Regions from separate parts of the Mus musculus genome. Here region 1 is linked to region 2. A link is a contact called in public promoter capture Hi-C data. All regions are on one chromosome and are shown on one strand. Each heading gives the region's core, a stretch centred on a gene start, on an enhancer-like site or on the middle of the called end of the contact. The rest is flanking DNA. Distances are from core to core; before and after follow the strand shown.

Region 1 (3,395 bases), core at 755-3,254, 2.0 Mb before region 2:
ATAAATAAATAAATAAATAAATATTTTAAAAAATCCATTTAGAGTCTTATTTTTTAAATATGTAAATTGATCTTCCGCAAAACAACTAAATTTCTAACAGTGGTCATACTATCAATATAGGAATTTTAACATCAATTTGGAGAGGGAGTAAAAGCTATTTTAACATGATTCACTTTTCATGAGCAAAATTTGGACCTCAATGTGCAAAATTAAGACAAAAACTAAGAAGCTGACTCCAGAAATGTTTTCTATTATTCCTTTTCTTGTGAACTCCAATTATTAGTATTATATATACATGTATATTGAAATCATAATTACATCGCTTCCCTTTTCTTCCCTTCTGACCAAGCCTCCCATGTAGCCCTCCTTTGCTCTCTTTCATATTCATGGCCTCTTTTTTCTTTAATTGTTGTTGTTAGTTGAGAGAGAGAGAGTTTTCAGGGCTGGCCATTTGGTATTGGTTAATCAGTTGATGTGCTTTTCCTGGGGGAATACTATTTCTCCTGAGCTCAGCATTCTTTAGTTACCTGTAGTGTCATATTATTTTTACTTACAGATAATTAGATAGATGGCTGGATAGTTAAAATAAGGATGCCTAACAAGAAGCCCCTATGCAAATTAACAAACATCCTTTTGTTTTTGTTTTGTCGAGCCAGGACTGATCAAAAGCTCATCAATTTTTTTTAAAGGACAAAGAATAAGGTTTTCTGTTTGTTTTTAAAAAGATGTATTTATTTTATGTATGTGCATACACTGTCTCTCTCTTCAGACAACCCAGAAGAAGGCATCCGAGTCCATCAGATTAATTAGATGGTTGCGAGACACCATGTGGTTGCTGGAAATTGAACTGAGGACCTCTGAAAGAGGAGTCAGTGCTCTTAACCCCTGGGCCATCTCTCCAACCCCCAAAGGGTAAGTCCTAATGGGGGGCGGGGGATGGATTTGAGACACCTCATGTACATAATGGGTTTCGTCAAACAATAGAGTTAAGTCTTAGAGGAAATTTTAAAGATCGAAAGTTGTTGCATCTCTGTGCACTGCATTTAAAAAAATGTTCACTTTTCTTCCCTGGTACTGGGGCTTGACCTGAGTGCCTCTACTGAGCTACGCACCTGCACCCTTTCTTTTTGAAATACTTGTGATTGGTTTCACCTACAGCCTCAGCCTTAGAGTAGCAGAGGCTTGCTGCATCAGAACAATCGGGTTTTTAGTCTTAAGGTATTCATCGACCGTCTACTTAGCCATACAGGAACTGCCAGGTTATTTCACCAAATTGTGATTGTCCTCAGTTATTTCTCACACTAGGGCCTGTTTCTTTTTAAATTTTTATTTACGAGGCAGTGCCTTCACGTAGCTGAGGCTGGCCTTTACTCCTGTCTCCACTTTCAGATCACTGGGATTCAGGCGTGCAGCACCATGCCTGCGCCACGCTTGTCTAAAGGTAGACACCACCTTCGGCAGCGATCAGTGAGCGTTCGGAGACATTAAATCCGGTGCTTAAGTTCTGCTTGTTGACTCCATTGACTTGCGTTACCTAAGCCCGACGGCTTCTGTTTAAGTCAGACTGGCGGTGGAACAGTAGCCGGAATGGCTGATCGAACAGATGCAAGGCTACACAGGGCGATGCCAGGGATTTAATCGCTCGACGTCGAGTTTGACTGTTGGCAGCGGAATGAATGTGTGACTAAAAGAACTGACTGGAGACGCTGAGGCTGGCGCCATCTAAACAACCCACCTAAACGCTAACGCAGTACACCCACTTTCTGAACACCCAGCTCCAAGCCGGAGCCGGAAGCCAGGACGCTAGAGGAAGTCGCGCTCTCAGCCAATAAGCGTCTGGTTCTGAAAATGACTCTCTCATCCCGCCTATTGTAGGACAGCGAGAACTGAGGCGAACTATCGCGAGGTTTCGTTGCCCTGGCCCCCTTCTTCCCCGAACCCTACTCCAGTTAGCCAGGCCCGCCTCTCCGCAGGCTCCGCCCCGTAGCCCCGCCCTCCCTGTGTTTTTAGACTGCCTACCAGCGCAGCCTGAGCCGCTGAGTGCCGGTCAGCGGGCGCCGAGGTGAGTGTCCGGTCTCCAGGCTCACAGGTCGAAGCCGCTGGCTCGACTCCCCGTGGGGACGCTTCATCCCCGTCGCCACAGAAGCGCCTGGGCCTCTGGGAGAGGAACAGTGGGTTGTCCGGCCTTGGATCCCCACCGCTGCCGTGTCCTCCATGGCCCCTGGTACCAGAGTATCCCGGTATCATCATCTGAGTCCCTGCCCCTGGGCTCCCTGCTTCCGAATTCTTACGACCTTTAGACTCGAACTAACTCGGGCAAAACCAAGACGTCTGGTAGTTTTTCTCCTGGAGAAAACAGCCTTTTACAGATGTTTGTAGTATGCAGTTTGTCTCTGATCTCCAGTGTTAGAGAGCCGGCTTGTGTATTCCGTCAAATTAAGTACTGGGAAGTCAGTTATGGGCTACTCTTTAAAATACCTGTACTTAAAATGGGGATATACTTGAGAGATTATTGTGTTTCTCCTGAGAAGACTGGTGTTGGACTTTCAGAAAACTGAAGGAGCAAATGTATCTAGTCAATACCCGTTACATTATTTACAGTAACCGTGGGCAGGGGGTGACGTTTTGAAAGGGCCAGGAGAACTTAAAAAGGCTGTATTGCCAGTGAGTGCATATTGGGAAGCCAAGAGTACGTTCATCTTTGGAAGCTTTTGGATTTCATTTGCATACACGTAATTTCCGAGTTTGTACGAAGATGCATTTCAGCAGAGCCTAATGATGCTTTTGAAGTAACCGGTGCCAGGTGGAACATTCAGAGAGAGCCATCTGGCTACAGGGAGTGAAGATTTTGAATATGGTTTTTTAGTTTGCAAAAGGGAAACTTTCTTGTGTGTAATCTTTGGCTGTTTTATAAGAATGACACAATGGCTACATTTTATAATTGTAAAAGGCTGCGTTATAGGAAAGGTGGTGCCCAGACTTTGGAGTTAGGACCACCTGCATTTCGGTTGTAGCAAAGTACCTCATCTGTAAAGTGGATTAATGTCTGCTGTGCTGCTTGGCTGTGAAGAATAAGATATTTATGACAGCGAGTTTAAATTGTCTGTGAGTGATCTCAATGGGTAGATTAAAAAAAATCAACCTTGGAACAGTTACTCTGATTTCATCCACTTATTAGCTGTTTGAAAGCTAAAAGTATTTTAGAAACTGTATTATGCAGGCATGCAGAAATGAAGAAACTAACATTCCTCTGGATTTAGGGTTTTACAGACTCTCATCTAAATTGTCCGTAAACAGGTGTGCATATCTATCTAGATCTATAGACATATAATATAAAACAAATAGTAAAAACTGAACAACTGGCTTGCTCTGAGAGAGAGCCAAGGAAATAAATA
Region 2 (3,337 bases), core at 838-3,337:
GTGCACATTGGGGGCTGCCTGTGCCATATCTCAGTCTACCTCTACTTGTTTGTCCTTAGTCTGTCTGACCTCTATAGCCAGAGTAGTACCTTTGAGGCTAGGTACTCCTCCTTTGGGCCTAACAAGTGCTGGGTCTCTATAAACCCTTGCTGGTAGAAGCAGGAAATATGACGTCAGAACTCTATTATTTCACCTTTAAAAAACGTGGAGAAAGTGGGTGGTGGTGGCCCACCCTTTAATCCCAGCCCTTGGGAGGCAAAGGCAGGTAGATCTCTGTGACTCTGAGGCCATCCTGGTTGACAGAGAGAGTGTCAGGACAGCCAAAGCCTTGCTACACCATGTAACATTGCATAGATACACTGTAAATAGTGGGAGAGAGAAATGTCCATGGGTATAGTATTCAAAGACCTTAGGTAAGAGGGACAGAGAAGGCCTGTTTCAAGAAAAAACAAAAAACAAACAAACAAAAAAAGAAAAAACTAAAACAAAAGAAAGAGAAAAGAAAGAAGGAAAAGAGTAGAGAGCCCTTGAGCCAGTGGCTAACTTGACTCTAAGAGGTTACTGGTGTGGTCCAGACAATTTCACCAGTAACTATGTCCTTACCCTACGTCCCGCAGACCCAGGATTACTAGTGAACATTCCATTTCTACAGCAGCGACTTACCTCCCGGCCAGGCTCACTCTGCTTCAGCCTCTTCTTCTTTGTGTCCTTCTCTTGGTTTTGGGTAGGAGGCTGAAAGATAATGGGAGGCAAGAGCAGTACATGAGAAACCCGGGGAAGGAGGAAACCCAGAGAGCTCACGGCAGGGCCCATGGTTGGAGAGTCCCGGCTGGGCTGTGGGAACCAGGATCTACTTATAACCCTCAGGGATCTGGTTTCAGAGTTCAGCCCTATCTGTCCGAGCACATTAAAACTGGGGGTGTAGCTCAGTAATAGAGCACTGCCCAGTATTCACAAGGCCATGGGTCCCATAGCCTGCAACACACACAGTCTCTGTGTCTCTCTGTCACTCTTCCCTAAACTTTAAACAAATAATGTCACTGGAAATTGTGGCTGCCACCAGACTCTTATTCATTGCACTATTTCATTAGATGTTGCCAGAGCAAAAACAAAACAAACAAACAAAACAAAAACCAAAAACCCCTCAGTTTTAGAAAGCCTTTAGAACTTAGAAAAAAAATTCTTCTAATTTGTTACTTAATAATCTTCTAAAACATGAAAATACTGTAATCAAATACTTCTGTTAAATATACAGATCACATATAGGCCTCAAAGCAAACCACCAAAATAAGACAGTAAAAATAACCTGTCTTCAGATAGCACAGAACCAGCCAGCAGAGAGAATAGAAACTGTTAGGTCCTCTTCTCCAAGGATACTGTGACTCTTAAACACTGAAGCGGCCTTTTAAAAAGTTTTTATTTGAGACAGCGTCTTCTCATATTGCCCTGGCCGACCTGATTCTCAATATTTACTCCAGGCGGGCCTTAAATTCTCAGCCATCCTCCTGCCTCAGCCTCCAGAGTTCTGGATTAGAGGCATGCACCTCAGTTTGATCTGCTACTGGAGGGAAAAAATGTTGTTTGCAGTCTGTCCAATGAAGAGCTGAGAAATTATACCAGCTGGTCAGTTAGGAGGTTGGTGGAAACCTAGCGGTTCCCCAGGCCGTGGGCAGTGGGCAGGGCGCGGGCGGGGACACACCCTGCAGCCCTGTCCGCACCCGGGTGCAGAATTGGAACCCGCTGAGTGCGTACTCCTGGGCCGCCGGTTACCTCGTGCGCCGCCGCTCGCCCGGCCTCGGTGCGGCGCTGCTCCGCCAGGCGCAGCCGCAGGCCACACAGGCGCTGGTGCAGGTCGCGGTTCTCCGCCTGGAGCTGTGCCACCTCGCGTGTCAGGCGCGGGCCCTCGGCTTGGCCCCGCTCGGGCCCGCGCAGCTGCTCGTCCCTCAGGCGCTGCACCTCCGCGCACAGCCAGCGGATGTCCTCCTCCTGCCGCTGCAGGCGCGAGGCCACCGCCTGAGCCGCCAGGGCCTGGGCCGCCATGGTAGCTTCCCTGTGCCACCTGAGCCCGCCAGCCCAGCCAGAGTGACAAGGAGACGGGGCGGGGCGGAGCTGAAGGACTTCGGGAGGCGGGGTGAAGTGGGGGTGCATCACTATATGGGGCGGGGCGATGGAGGAAGAGGGGCGGGGCTGGAGCTGGGTATCCCTGCATGGGGCGGAGCGATGCACGGGCAAGAGGCGGGGCCATATCGGGGCAACTGTGCAGAGGCCAGGCGATGGGCAAAGAAGAGGGGCGGGCTATAGGATAATGAAGGGCGGGGCAGGAGTGATGGGAGGGGCAAGGGTAGGCATCATTTCAGAGGAGAAGCGATGAGACAGCGCGGCATCATCGCTGGGGAAGATGAGACGGCTGAGCAATGCTTCATAAAACAAGGAAAATGGGCAGGGGAGTGTGGCAGGGAGCACGGGCAGGAACACGGCCAATGTTGGGTGCACTGCAGGATTGAGAACTACGCTCTGGACCTAGGCAGCAGGAGTGGGACCACCGGATGGGCATCTTTAGCGTTTGGAGGCATGTCCAGGTGCTACTGGAAGTGTGTTCAGTCTAATGAAACTGGAGTTTGAGATATTGAAGCCCAGAGGAGGTGCGTCTCTTGACCAGATTGTCCAAACCGTTAGCAAAGCCTGATGGATTTCTTTCATTCCCCTCTTAAATTCTTGCAGTCACCACACTGTGCAAACAGGTTCTGAAAAGCGGCCATTGAAAATAGACCTTCATGCCAAGGCTGTGCAAATACAGTGGCACTTGGCAAGGACACACAGAAGAGCACTACAAAAACTTCAGCCTGGCCAGCACAACATTGTTCACTATTTGAGTCTAGAGCAAATGCTGTTTATAACTGTCTTAAGATTATTTTAAGTAGAAACATTTGTGCTATCGGACTTTGGAAACAGTGGTCCGCAAAGAATTAAGCTCTCATCCTGGAGCAGGAAAGGGCTGAAGCCCTGCTGCCCCCTGGGGGAGGAGTTGCCCTAGGAATTGCTGGACAGACTGGAACTAAGCCGATGATGGAGCCACACCTCCACCACTGGCCTCTACTTAAACTTAAACCTCATATTAGCACCCCAATGACGGGCTTGGGGTAGGTGGCTGAACCCCTGTAGCTGTTCATCTTCCCACTGTAACCACAATGAATAAATCTCCTTTCTCTGCTTTTTATTGTTAACTGTCATTTTAATTGGCATGTTTCAGAGGGTTAGCTGAGCTTATGTCGTTGAAACTTCCAGAAGCCAGGCTTTGACTCTAAAGACTCCAGTAATAAGTTCACACATGACTTTG

What was found. Promoter capture Hi-C pulls out the DNA fragments that hold promoters and counts their contacts.
Region 1: a contact with region 2 is called in a promoter capture Hi-C map of pre-B cells, with 5 times the contacts expected there. The contact joins the promoter of Lrrc28 here to the promoter of Tarsl2 in region 2. A contact is called at or near these places in 1 of 39 promoter capture datasets (pre-B cells), 1 of 484 Hi-C or Micro-C datasets (CD4 T cells) and 2 of 9 other capture datasets (adipose tissue and liver).

The regions. Positions count from the first base shown.
Region 1 is chr7:67,643,845-67,647,239 of GRCm38.p6, reverse strand. Lrrc28 (leucine rich repeat containing 28) reads left to right here and starts at 2,004. Exons shown (of 10, transcript NM_175124.5): 1 at 2,004-2,062. It also overlaps a transcript of Ttc23 not described here.
Region 2 is chr7:65,643,648-65,646,984 of GRCm38.p6, reverse strand. Tarsl2 (threonyl-tRNA synthetase-like 2) reads right to left here and starts at 2,087. Exons shown (of 19, transcript NM_172310.2): 1 at 1,771-2,087; 2 at 664-732. The coding sequence starts at 2,040.